2 separate regions of the Mus musculus genome follow, and region 2 is linked to region 1. A link is a contact called in public promoter capture Hi-C data. All regions are on one chromosome and are shown on one strand. Each heading gives the region's core, a stretch centred on a gene start, on an enhancer-like site or on the middle of the called end of the contact. The rest is flanking DNA. Distances are from core to core; before and after follow the strand shown.

Evidence for each region. Promoter capture Hi-C pulls out the DNA fragments that hold promoters and counts their contacts.
Region 2: a contact with region 1 is called in a promoter capture Hi-C map of neutrophils, with 11 times the contacts expected there. The contact joins the promoter of Fyco1 here to the promoter of Dcaf1 in region 1. A contact is called at or near these places in 1 of 39 promoter capture datasets (neutrophils) and 1 of 484 Hi-C or Micro-C datasets (uterus).

What each region holds. Positions count from the first base shown.
Region 1 is chr9:106,818,503-106,824,182 of GRCm38.p6, forward strand. Dcaf1 (DDB1 and CUL4 associated factor 1) reads left to right here and starts at 3,422. Exons shown (of 24, transcript NM_001373930.1): 1 at 3,422-3,589.
Region 2 is chr9:123,847,997-123,854,035 of GRCm38.p6, forward strand. It overlaps Fyco1 (FYVE and coiled-coil domain containing 1), which reads right to left and starts at 3,903. Exons shown (of 18, transcript NM_001110253.2): 1 at 3,785-3,903. Xcr1 (chemokine (C motif) receptor 1) reads right to left here. Exons shown (of 2, transcript NM_011798.4): 2 at 4,319-6,039. Gm51700 (a long non-coding RNA gene) reads left to right here. Exons shown (of 2, transcript XR_003948283.1): 1 at 1-3,005; 2 at 3,235-3,967.

The sequences.
Region 1 (5,680 bases), core at 2,172-4,671:
CTAATACATACACACACACACACACACACACTTTTCTATCTAGCCATGTGGGTAATACCCCTCCTGTGAAATAGCCAATGATTGAATCTGGAATATGTAGCTAGGGACGCCTGGGTGCTGCTCTTTCTTTCCAGAATGGGAGTCTGGAGTGCTTGGCCGCATGTGGCTGTGGTTTTACACAGTGTTCAGAGTGAGGGAGAGAGGGCTGCAAAAGTTCTAGGGTGGAGATTATTTTTGGAGACAAGGTCTCATGTGTCTCACGTTTGCCTCAAAGTTGGTGTGTTAGCCAAGGATGATCTTGAATTTTTGATCCTCACCTCTCCACTCATGTGCTGGGACTGGCGGCTTGCACTGCCATGTCCAGCTCTTTCTTTTCTTCTCTTCTCTTCTCTTCTCTTCTCTTCTCTTCTCTTCTCTTCTCTTCTCTTTTCTTTTCTTTCTCTCTCTCTCTCTTTCTTTTTGGTTTTTTTGAGACACGGTTTCTCTGTGCAGCCCTGGCTGTCCTGGAACTCACTCTGTAGATCAGGCTGGCCTCGAACTCAGAAATCCGCCTGCCTCTGCCTCCCAAGTGCTGGGATTAAAGGCGTGCGCCACCACTGCCTGGCTGATTTTTTTTTTTTTTCAACATAGGGTTTTTTTTGAGTGGCCCTGGGTGTCCTGGAATTCTCTCTATAGACCAGGTTGGCCTCAAACTCTAGAGATTTTCCTGACTCTGCCTCCTGAGTGCTGGGTTTAAAGGTGTGCGTCACTGTTGCCTGGCATGGTAGATATTCTTGAGGGAGTTGCTTCTAGACAGGCCCTGTATTTCTGCTTTTCTACTACAATCCCATTTGATGCCCCTTAAGACCTCCAATCCAGTACCCCCACACTGGGTTCCTAAAGTGGGGTAGTGCCATCTGGTGACAGAATGAGGTAGCAACTCCTGCTTTGATGAACTGGGCTTTGGGTCCTCACAAGGGCTCTTGCATCTAGACCACAGGAAGAGGTAAGGTATCCAAGGGATTGAGGATACCTGGAGGAGCCATCCCTCTACATTTTGGGCTTATAGCCCAAGAAGATATGGCAGGAAAGCTGCCTGAAATAGTATTTTAGGTGTTGTGAACTCTCTTTTTTAAGATAAAAATGTAGCTGGTCACAGTGGTACACGCCTTTATTTGCAGCACTTGGAATGCAGAGGCAGGGGAATGTCTGTGATTTCAGTGCCAGAGCTGGTCTACACAGGGGAGTACGGGACAGCTGGAGCTGGATATCGAGGCTCTGTCTTGAAAAAAAAATTAAAGATTTATTTATGTATACAAGTGTTGTACTTGCATTTATGTAGGTGCACTCCATGCATGTATGATGCCCAGAGGCCAGAAGAGGGCGTCTGATCCCCTGGAACTGAATTTCCAGGTGGTTGTGAAACCATTTGGGTACTGGGAATCAAATCCTGGTCCTCTGAAGAGCAGCCAATGCTCTTTCATGTTAGGCTCTCTCCAGCCCCCAAATCTGTATCTTTTTTTGTCTGTCTGTCTGTTTTGAGGCATTATCTATCTAAATGTAGCTCTGGCTATCCTGGAACTCAATGTGTACACCAGGCTGGCCTCTAACTCAGAGATCCACCTGCCTCTGCCTCACATGTGCTGGGATTAAAGGCATGTGACACCATGCCCAGCGAAACTCTTCATTCAACATTACTACTTTTGATTTCTCCTCCATAAAGTTGGCTAGCCTTATCTGCCCTGGTGTTGAGAATAATGAGTGTAATTAAAACATTTGATTTAGGGATGGAGAGGTGGCTGAGCAGGTAAGAGCACTGACTGCTCTTCCAGAGGTCCTGAGTTCAATTCCCAGCAACCACATAGTGGCTCACAACCATCTGTAATGGGATCTGATGCTCTCTCCTGGTGTGTCTGAAGAGAGTGACAGGCTACTCACATAAAATAAATAAATCTTAAAAAAAAAACCATTTGATTCAAGTCTGCTATAGAGTCTAAATAAATAATGGTCATTATAGCTCAAGAGACAAGATTTCAGATGCACAGGAGAAAGCTGTGTTGTAGCAAGAGCGTGATTACAAGTTATATGCCTGTAGCACTGCTATTCACCCTCTAGAATTTGTATTTCAAGCAGCTGTTACTCCAAGCACATAATTGAGTGAGGAAGGAACGAAGTGCTCAGGTGGGTGGGGGTAGGGTGGTAGTGGATTTAAGCCCTAAGATACTGGCTGCTGCTTTTCTCTTTCTTTCTTTCTTTCTTTCTTTCTTTCTTTCTTTCTTTCTTTCTTTCTTTCTTGCTTGCTTGCTTGCTTGCTTGCTTGCTTGCTTGCTTGCTTGCTTGCTTGCTTGCTTGCTTTTCTTTCTTTTCTTTCTTTGTCTCTTCTTCTTCCCCTTCCTCTTCCTGCTTTTTTTTTTTTTTTTTCCAGAGGGAAATCTCTGTAGCCCTGGCTGTCCTGGAACTCACTCTGTAGACCAGGCTGGTCTTGAACTCAGAGATCCGCCTGCCTCTGTTTCCCAAGTGCTGGGATTAAAGGCATGCGCCACTGCCACTACCACTCTTCTGATACAGGCTTAGTAACAGCCGTAGAATCTGATCATGACAAGAGGTCCACAGTGTCTTATAATTTCCACAAGAACGTATTGGCTGTAATCGCTCTATGGAAACGCACAGAACTCGCTCAGAATGCCAAGAACAATAGTGAGTTGCATGAATCCTGACGTCTGGGTAGGTTTTGTCAAGATTCTGCTCAATTGTGGAGTTATCGTAATCTTCCATGTTATCACACAGAATCGCTGGGTCAAAACCAGATCCTTCCGATGCAGCTTCCCTTTGGTTTGTGAAGTTAGGCAAGTCATTTACTGTGGGTTTCATTTTCCTTAACTCTAAAATTGATAAATTGAATTAGATGGCCTCCGTGATTAGTTGTTTTCACCAAAGGGCTTTCATTTTTCTGCCTCACATATAATACATGGTAACTGATGTTTTTTGATTCCTGTCGAATATGTTTTTAACAGAAAGACAAAGGAAAACCGACGAATTTCTAACGAGTACAGTTGTTTCTGAATACATTTGTGTGAAATGCATTCTTTGACCCTGGCATCCTTCCGAGCCTGATGTGGCAGTGTCCTACTGAGCCCTTAGATGACACAGGGTAGAATTAAGTAAATTCGGGCAGCCCGGGCTTTTAGAAAGATCTATTCCTTCCTTTACTTTTCACTTCCGCCTTAAAGAAAACTACGAATCCCAGAAGTCAATGCGCTGAGGTGGTGCTTAATGGTAGGTCTAGCGCCATCATCCCTCCCCCGCCCTTAAACGCGGAAACTTCATTTCCCAGGAGCGCTTTGATGTCCCTCGGCTCCTCCCCCTTCCCCGCTCCGGAGCCTCGCGCCAACGTTACACACCCGCGCGCGCTGAGTGCGCGCGCGACCAGTACGTAGCCTGCGAGTGACGCATAATATGTGGGCCGCTCAGGAGCCGTGGTCGCGCTGTGTGTGTGTATATGTGTGTGTGTGAGTGAGTGAGGGAGAGTGAGTGCGGGACCAGAGGCAGTGTGTGAGAACCGTGGCCGCTGGAGGGGTCGGGGGGAGAAGCGGCGGAGCCGCTCGCGAAGGTGAGCGGGGTTAGGAAGGGGCCGGCTCTCTGGCAGGGGCACGAGGAGAGCGAGCGCGCGGCCCGCTGGGCGGGAGAGTGGGCGCCGCGCTGGGGGGAGGGGCGGCACCTGCTTCGGCTGCGGGCGGCGAGGGGCTGGGCGAGCCCACCGAGGCGGCTGGGCCCGGGGCCTGACGAGGCTCTCCTTCCGAGCCCGGGCCCGGGCCCGGGGGCGGGGCCTCCGGCTCCTTCCTCCCGTCCTGTAAAGAAGCCTCTTTAGAGTAACTCTTCCGCCGGGGTGTGGAGGGCAGGGGATGCTCGCCTCTACCTAAAGGAGGTGCTCTTTGAATCTCTCTCTTCCACTCCAAGTCTCTGTCCCTCACGGGACGAGGGGCATCTTCTTTCCCATGCCGCCCGGCGGACCCCTTCAGGAACGGTGTCCCCGCCTCCAGCCTCAGTCACCTGGGCGGGCTTTTCCCTCGGTCGGCTCCGTGCCACCTCCCACTTGCACCCTCCCGGCTCTCCGACCGGGGAGGGGGCGGAGCTCGGCGGGAACCCCTCCCACTTGTACAATGCAGTAGCGAGGGGACGGGGAGAGAGGTATGTGGGTGTCCAGACGCCCAGAGTCTGACCTAAGGTTGCCTGCCAGGTTTCCCCAGCGCTTATTCCGAGGGCTTTTAGTTGTTTGTTGGGCTTTCAAGGGCATTTGCCATACTTTGTCTTCTGTTCCTAGAAAGTGTCGGTCCGTTTCCTCTTACTGCTGTGGTTTTAACATTTGATGAGGAAATACTCTTGCGGTGTGTCTAGTAGTAGTTTTTGAGGAACAAATGACTCGTTTTTTGTTTATCTTACGTTGCTCTTTTTTTTTTTTTTTTCCCGGAGCTCATTGTAGTCTAGGCTGGCTTCGAACTAAGATATCCTTTTATCTCTGCCTCTAGTATTGTAATTAAAGGCGTCTGTTACCACTGCCGGGTTTGCTGTTTTTTTTTTTTTTTTTTTTTTAACTTTCAGGCAAAGACTTTTAAGTAGCATGCACGTTTTAACTTATTGTAGCACTATCTTCCTATTGCAAGCTTTTGAAGGCTTTTTTTCTCCTTGGATTTACTGGCATTTACCTTCAAGGCTTTTATAAGCATATGTACATTTCAGTCTGATCTCAAGATTTGTGTTTTTGTTTTTTGAGACAGGGTTTCTCTGTGTAGCCTTGGTTGCCTTGAAACTCAGTTTAGACTAGCCTGGCCTCGAACTCAGATCTGCCTGCTTCTGCTTCCCCGAGCACTGGGATTAAAAGTGTAAACCAGCCGGATGGTGGTGGTGCATGCCTTTAATCCCAGCACTTGGGAGGCAGAGGCAGGCGGATTTCTGAGTTCAAAGCCAGCCTGGTCTACAGAGTGAGTTCCAGGACAGCCAGGGCTACACAGAGAAACCTTGTCTTGAAAAACCAAAAAAAAAAAAAGTGTAAACCAGCACTGCCCCACCTTAAGATTTGTGTTTGTATATAGCAGTTACTCATTAACCATTTCGAACTGGGATTTTTTTGGGTTGTTAAGGTAATTTGAGGAACTTTTTTGAGCATAGTATTTACTGTTAACAGTGTTGTGTATTTGTTATTTTTTTTTTTCTCAGAAATCCACCTGCCTCTGCCTCCCAAGTGCTGGGATTAAAGGGATGGGCCACCACTGCCTAGCATAGCCCCTCAAACTTTTAAGTAGGAAACTAAAAATAAGTGATAATCTTTCAGTTTCAACTGTTAACTGCTTGCTGTATCTTCTTGTGTTAATTTTATGGAATTTGAGCTGGTAGGTACATCACCTCTAAATACTTTGTACACATTCTTATGAGTGAGGAAATTTCATGTGTATAAATTGATATTTTAAACATTTACGAATTCATATTCTGTAATATAGAATTTTCACTAGCTCCCACAACTGTTTCTATTTAATAGAGAAGTTGAGTTTTTTTTCCCCCAAACAATTTGATACTTAGAGAAGTTAAGTAAGAATTCACAGACATTTCAGCAGAGTTGGGATTTGAGTTCTTTTAAATTGTTAATTCTTTTCTGGGATGTGTCATTTGTGTGGTCTTGAAAATCTCTCTAACTCATTTCCTTATC
Region 2 (6,039 bases), core at 2,653-5,152, about 17 Mb after region 1:
TTGAGCACAAACTATGTGCATTAAAAAAATGTAACTGTGAAGATTATATTGCCCTTATTGTGAGACTCTTGCAGAGGTACAATTCCAAGAGTAAGTGGAATAACATAATTCAGCAATGAATGAGGAATATGTCCTCTACCCTAGACTGTATGAACAGATCTGCAGTGTTCTTAGTGTTCAGGAGATTTCTATAAGACCTGTTGTTCACATCTTAGTCTGTTATATAAGGTCCCATTTTCTGGGGTGACAGAACTGTCATTAATCCTTTCTTAGTTGTGTTGGTATGGACTACCCTGGAATAGCCAAGGCTCTGGTTCCAGGCTTCAATGTTTTGTGCCCTTTATCAAGACCAAATTCTGTCATGCTCCCCAAACCTTCCCCTGACTAATTTGTTCTTCTAGTCTTTCTGGTCTTATTTTGGGCAGAAAGAAGTATCAGTTTTTTCTCTAGGGAAGTCTTGCTCATAAATCTTCGTTTGATCCAGAATAATAATCAATACACCTGCCACTAGCTTTCAGTAACCAAACCTTTTTGTTAGGGGCAGTGTTATGTCTACCTCCTGGTCTTAGGTTGAAGCCTTAACCGCCATATCTCAAAACATGATTGTATTTAAAGACAGGGTCTTTAGTAGAAAGATATCTGAGATTAAATGAAATTTTGATGATAGGTCCTCATCTAATCTGATCTGTTTCTGTAAGGGGAACTATAAAGACACAAAACAGTATGGATAAGTGAATATAGTGAGAAAGCATACAGATGCAAGTGAACAGAGGCCTCAGGACCAGCCAAACCTTTATCTAGGAGTTATGGAAAATCTTAGAATTATGGAAAATATGTTTCTGTTGCTTAAGCTTAATTTGTGGCATTTTCTTGTGGTGGTCTAACAGGCAACACATTTCCCCAGTCAGTTTCCATTCCCAGATGTGTGGATCTGACAATATCAACCAGGCAAACTGGGTGGGGTGGTATCTGGAGTCTGGGTTCTGGTGCCCCTAGGAAGAAGCATGATAGAAATAGAATAAGGCCAAGATCCAGGGTGACTGAAGCTTGAGCTAGGAGGAATGGACAAGACACTCTTCCTTATTAGGTGACTTTTGTCAATTTGTACCCTGTTCAGGCTTTAAGACTGCTTTATATGTACATTATTATTCAAGAAATAATGTGATGAGGATCATGGTATGACTAGATGTACATTTAGCTCATGTTAAGTTACTGACCACTTTCCATCTTGTTTTTCAGGTGCAGTGTGGGGGAGGTGAACCTTTATCTTCCTTCACACAAAGTTTAAGAATTGTGATTGGAAAAAGGAGGGAGGGAAAATCATAGCTTCAGCAAATTCATTATAGCTTCATTTCACTTGACCCTCTCTGGTTCAACTGTCCAGACTTACACTGAATCTCTCTAGGAACTCATTCTTGGCCTAGCTCTAAGTATATGAAAAGTTTGCTTGGATGGTTCTTTTGGTCCAAGTTTTTTGGATGCTAAGAAATCACAAATATGATGTCCTACCTCAGGCCAAAGGTGCAGTACCTCAGGCTACTGGTTGGCTAGGTCAGCCCACAGATACTAAAACCAAACACTAGCCTACTCCATAAGTACTGTAACCAATTACCAGGCCACAGCATAGTCTTCAAAAACCACAGATTCTCCTACACCTTTCTACTAAACCATAATGTGCAAATATCCTCTTCTTGACACTGAAACCTGGACCAAAGGAAAATGGGCCTTTATTGCTGTTCAAATGCCAGAGTCTTATGAACAACAAGGACCGTTGGTGGCCACTATAACTAGGCTAGTTAAATGGCTCCAATGTCAGAAAGTGGATGATAATATTCCTCTTGCCCAACTGTGCATGGTCAGAGCTATGCTCCTAGGATGGTACAGACACTTCAGTTAATTTTAGTGATACATCAAAAAGTAACTAGAAAGCAGTGTTTTTCCATGTCTAAGCTCACAGAAACACCCCAGTTTCTACCCCACAATAACTTCAAATTAAGGTTCAAATGCTGTTAGAGAGAAGCAGGAACACAAAGTCACTCAGATGTCAACATGGTCACAAACAACTGGCCTCTGCTTACAGGTACCTCTAAGGTTAAAAACCTTAGTTATAACCCTTTCTGCTGCCTGGGAGATGCTTGTAGTGAATGTGGCCTCTAACTCTTGGGTTCCCAGTGGTTCCTGGCATGAGATCATAGGTAGTCAACACACTTCCTCTAGCTCACACTGCTACACCAGTCTTGAGTTTTATCTTGTTTTTGGAATCTCCAGAAATCAGAGGTGACCTGTCAGCTAACCATTCCCTGCAAAGGGAAGCTAGGACTAAGGACTGACACTTCTTGAGTACTCTGTGTTCTGGAGGCAGCAGGCCTCCAGCCTCAAGGACTAACATAAAACAAGACCACCAGATGTTTGTTATTGATGATTTTGCTATTACAAGTGGTGTCTTTTATCTCACTTCAAAGGACTGGGCTAAACACTTGGCACTTAGCCATGCTGGCTAAGGGGCAAAGGAACCTGAGACCATTTCCAAGTTCTAAACCAATTACAAAAATAAAGTAAAATATTAAGAACACACACACACACACACACACACACACACACACACGGTACTGCAGGACTCTGTATACGTTATCTATTTTCTTAATAAAATAAACAATTTTCAAGAAGTGATACACAAATATGAACATTAAACAAACAGATAAATTCTGTCTCCTAAAGCTATAGTTTTTTTTGTTTTTGTTTTTGTTTTTTTCAGATCCTTTTAGGTAAAGGAGGCTGACAGTCAGCCCTGGGCTGATTTCCAGGATAACAATCCTGGCCCATAATCAGTATTCTGCATTTCAACACAGCAGAACTGGTTGTCATAGACCGAGAGTGTCGGGGCAGCCAGGAGGTTGCAAAACTAAAAGTAGAAACCCACAGCTCCCTTCCCCCAACCCAGCAACAGCAGCAAGCAGATGGCAGAGGAATTAACCTGCTTCAGACCACCATTGCTGAGAGAGGCTGTAAGTAGATTAAGTCCTGAGCCTCTGCCCCATTTCTGTCTGGAAAGGAAACCACCTGTGTTAAGTCAAACAATCATAGGGACAGAAAGAAACAAGTGCTGTTTTTTCTGCAGGAGACAGCCCAGCCGTGGGAACTTTGCAGAGTGACACAGAGAATCATAGCATTAATAGGAAGCTACTTGACTTGGCTTAAGTGTCAACTACATGTTCTCTTCTTTTATGCAAATAGGATGTCGCTCCGCCCTGCCCCCCATCCGCAGCCCAAGCCTGGGTGCCAACAGGACAAGCTACCACACCAGATACATTCAGTCGTCCTACAGGTGTTTCCAGAAACTTGACCGCAGAGCCCCCTTGAACTATCTGAGCATAAGGGCAGCGGGTCAGGTCAGCGAAGATACAAAAGGAACAAACTGTGTCTCCTGGACCGAAGGGGCGTCAGGAGTCCTGCAGAGAGGAGGGTTTGGCTTTCTGGGGATCAAGTCCCAGTGCCCGCGAGAACTTCGGGGTTTGGCTGCTGTGCCAGGGGTTCGGGGAGAGCTGCCGAAGCTCCGCCTCACAGGGCGGCCCCCTTCTGCCGGCTCCGATCTTGGAACAGTGTTGAGGGTCTTTCTACGACCCCGCAGACAGCCTGCGTATTGGAGCTAACCTCTCTGGAGAGAGGGTTCTCCCGAGGCGCCCTGTGTGGGAGGGGACGACCCACGCCCCCACGAAGCTTCCGCGCCGACGTCCAGAAAGGCCCCAGTGTCCCCGATGCCTGTCCGGGCGCCTGCGGCACTTACACGCTCGTGGGTCCTCCGCTGGGCAGAAACGAAACTTTCTAGGGCCGAGCGGAAGAGTAGGCGAGCACAGAGCCGACTGCCATGAAGCGCCCAGTAGCCCCAGAGCGCGCGCGGACTACAACTCCCGGCATGCCTCACGGATGGCCTACAACTCCCGGCATGCTTCACGGATGGCCTACAACTCCCGGCATGCTTCACGGATGGCCTACAACTCCCGGCATGCTTCACGGATGGCCTACAACTCCCGGCATGCTTCACGGATGGCCTACAACTCCCATCGGGTGCAACTGGACGGTGGACGCTAACTACGACTCCCGGCATGTCTCACGGCAGACGTCACTTCCTGAAACTCGAACAAGCTTCGGATACCCGGAAGTCGTGTGTAGAATCCTGAACGAGTGCTGTTTACTGTTGTTAAGCTCATGCATTGTGACCGATTGGCTTTGAACTGTGCATGAGCTGTAAATATAAAATAATGTGCCCGATTCCGAAACCCCCCAAACAATCTGAGAATAATCTCATTAGTATTTTTGTACTATTACGTTTTATTTATGAAGCTAAAAAAAAATGAACTTAGTATGTACTGCTGGACCTAAGTTCTCAGTTTTTGTTTCCCCCTCATTAACAGACACTTAAAAAACAGTGTTTGAAAATATGTGCTAAAGAACTACCATGCTTAGCTTCCTCAGTCCCGTGTTTGCTTGTTGCTGAGTTGCAAAGCACCCTGAAGCCTGGTGCAATAGAACACTGCATTCCAAGTCCAGTATGGATGAACATGCTAAAGACAGGGGACAGTACATAGGAATGTCAGCCCATGATTAGGTTCGCTTCTTAGCTCTGGCTGGCTCCTCACACTGCCTTATTTTCATCATGTTAGCTAGAAATGCTTGTGTACCTTACAGGACTTAGCTAATAGTGGCATCTGCCAGACTTCAGCATTCCAGGTTCTCAGGATAAATTCATACAGGAAGGAAAAGAAATCTTTTAAGTTAATTTCATATTTTATACTGGAGGTATATGAGACAACATATTAACTTGATGGAGTTGTCAGTTTGTGGATGAGGATAAAAAAAACCTCACGAAGAGAAATGATTCCCCTTTCTGTTAACAAAGGAAAACAAAAAAAAGGGAAGAAGTGGGAGGAAATGACATCAGAAATAAAGATTTATCAATAGAGTGAACTAAGAAAAACTTGCTCTGACTACAGCCTGAACAGCTTTGGGATGTTAAGATTGAGAGTGTGAGGCATGTGGAAGACAACCTTGTGAAGGAATATGTGGGGTGGAGAGCACTGTGCCACAGAGTCCTGATCTGCTGTACATGGTGTCAGATCTAAGATGGCTCCCGGGACACCAGTGAGACAGCAAAAAGGAACTAAGGTCAAGACAGTGGCTGCTTCTGAGTCTTCACAAAAGTCCCTACAGGTGACAATGCTCGCCACACCCCTTCTCTCTGAGTTACCTCATCAGTCACAGCTTTTATTGGGATATGGTGAGATGTAGTAAGTTATGCTTGGCCAAGGATTTAGGGGCTTGGGATTGGCTCAAATACTGTATATAAGCTTATGTGCTTGGCAATAAATGCAGATCTGCACACTGATACTGATCTCTGGAGCTTTATTTACCAGGAGTTGTCACGTGACTCTGTCGCCTCTAAATGCCCATCCTCAGTCCTGTTCCCACAAAAGGGATTTCAAACACCCTTGTTTGAAACTTAGATCCCAAATAAATTTACAGAGAAGAGGAAGACAGGTCTCAAGCAATCATGGGTTATTTAAGGGCAATGATGTATTTTGAGAATTTCATAGACAATTCATCTGGAGTATAGTTAGATAAATTAAGATGACTATGACATCACTAGATGATTTAGTCTTAAGGGAGCACAGTGATATGTGGTCCAACATTGACCAAAATATTGTGCAGTAGATTATTGTATATATTAAAAACCTAATATGTCATACCCTAACCAAAAGCCTATATAATGTTATGTTTAAAACTCAACACAGCTCTGTGCTATAGGTAGGGTTCATTTCTGAACTTCAAAGATGAAATTGAGGCTTTTAGAAGAAAAGGAATTTCAAGCCCACCTGGCTAATGGGCAGAGATATAAACTAGGATGAAGTGTAAGGTGCCCGAGGGATCTCTAACCGACACATTGTAAGATATATGAAATGTTCATCTTCGTGTACAAAGGAAAGGAGGCCAGAAGAGGGCAATGGATTCCCTTGGAACTGCAGTTAAAATGGTTGGGAGATA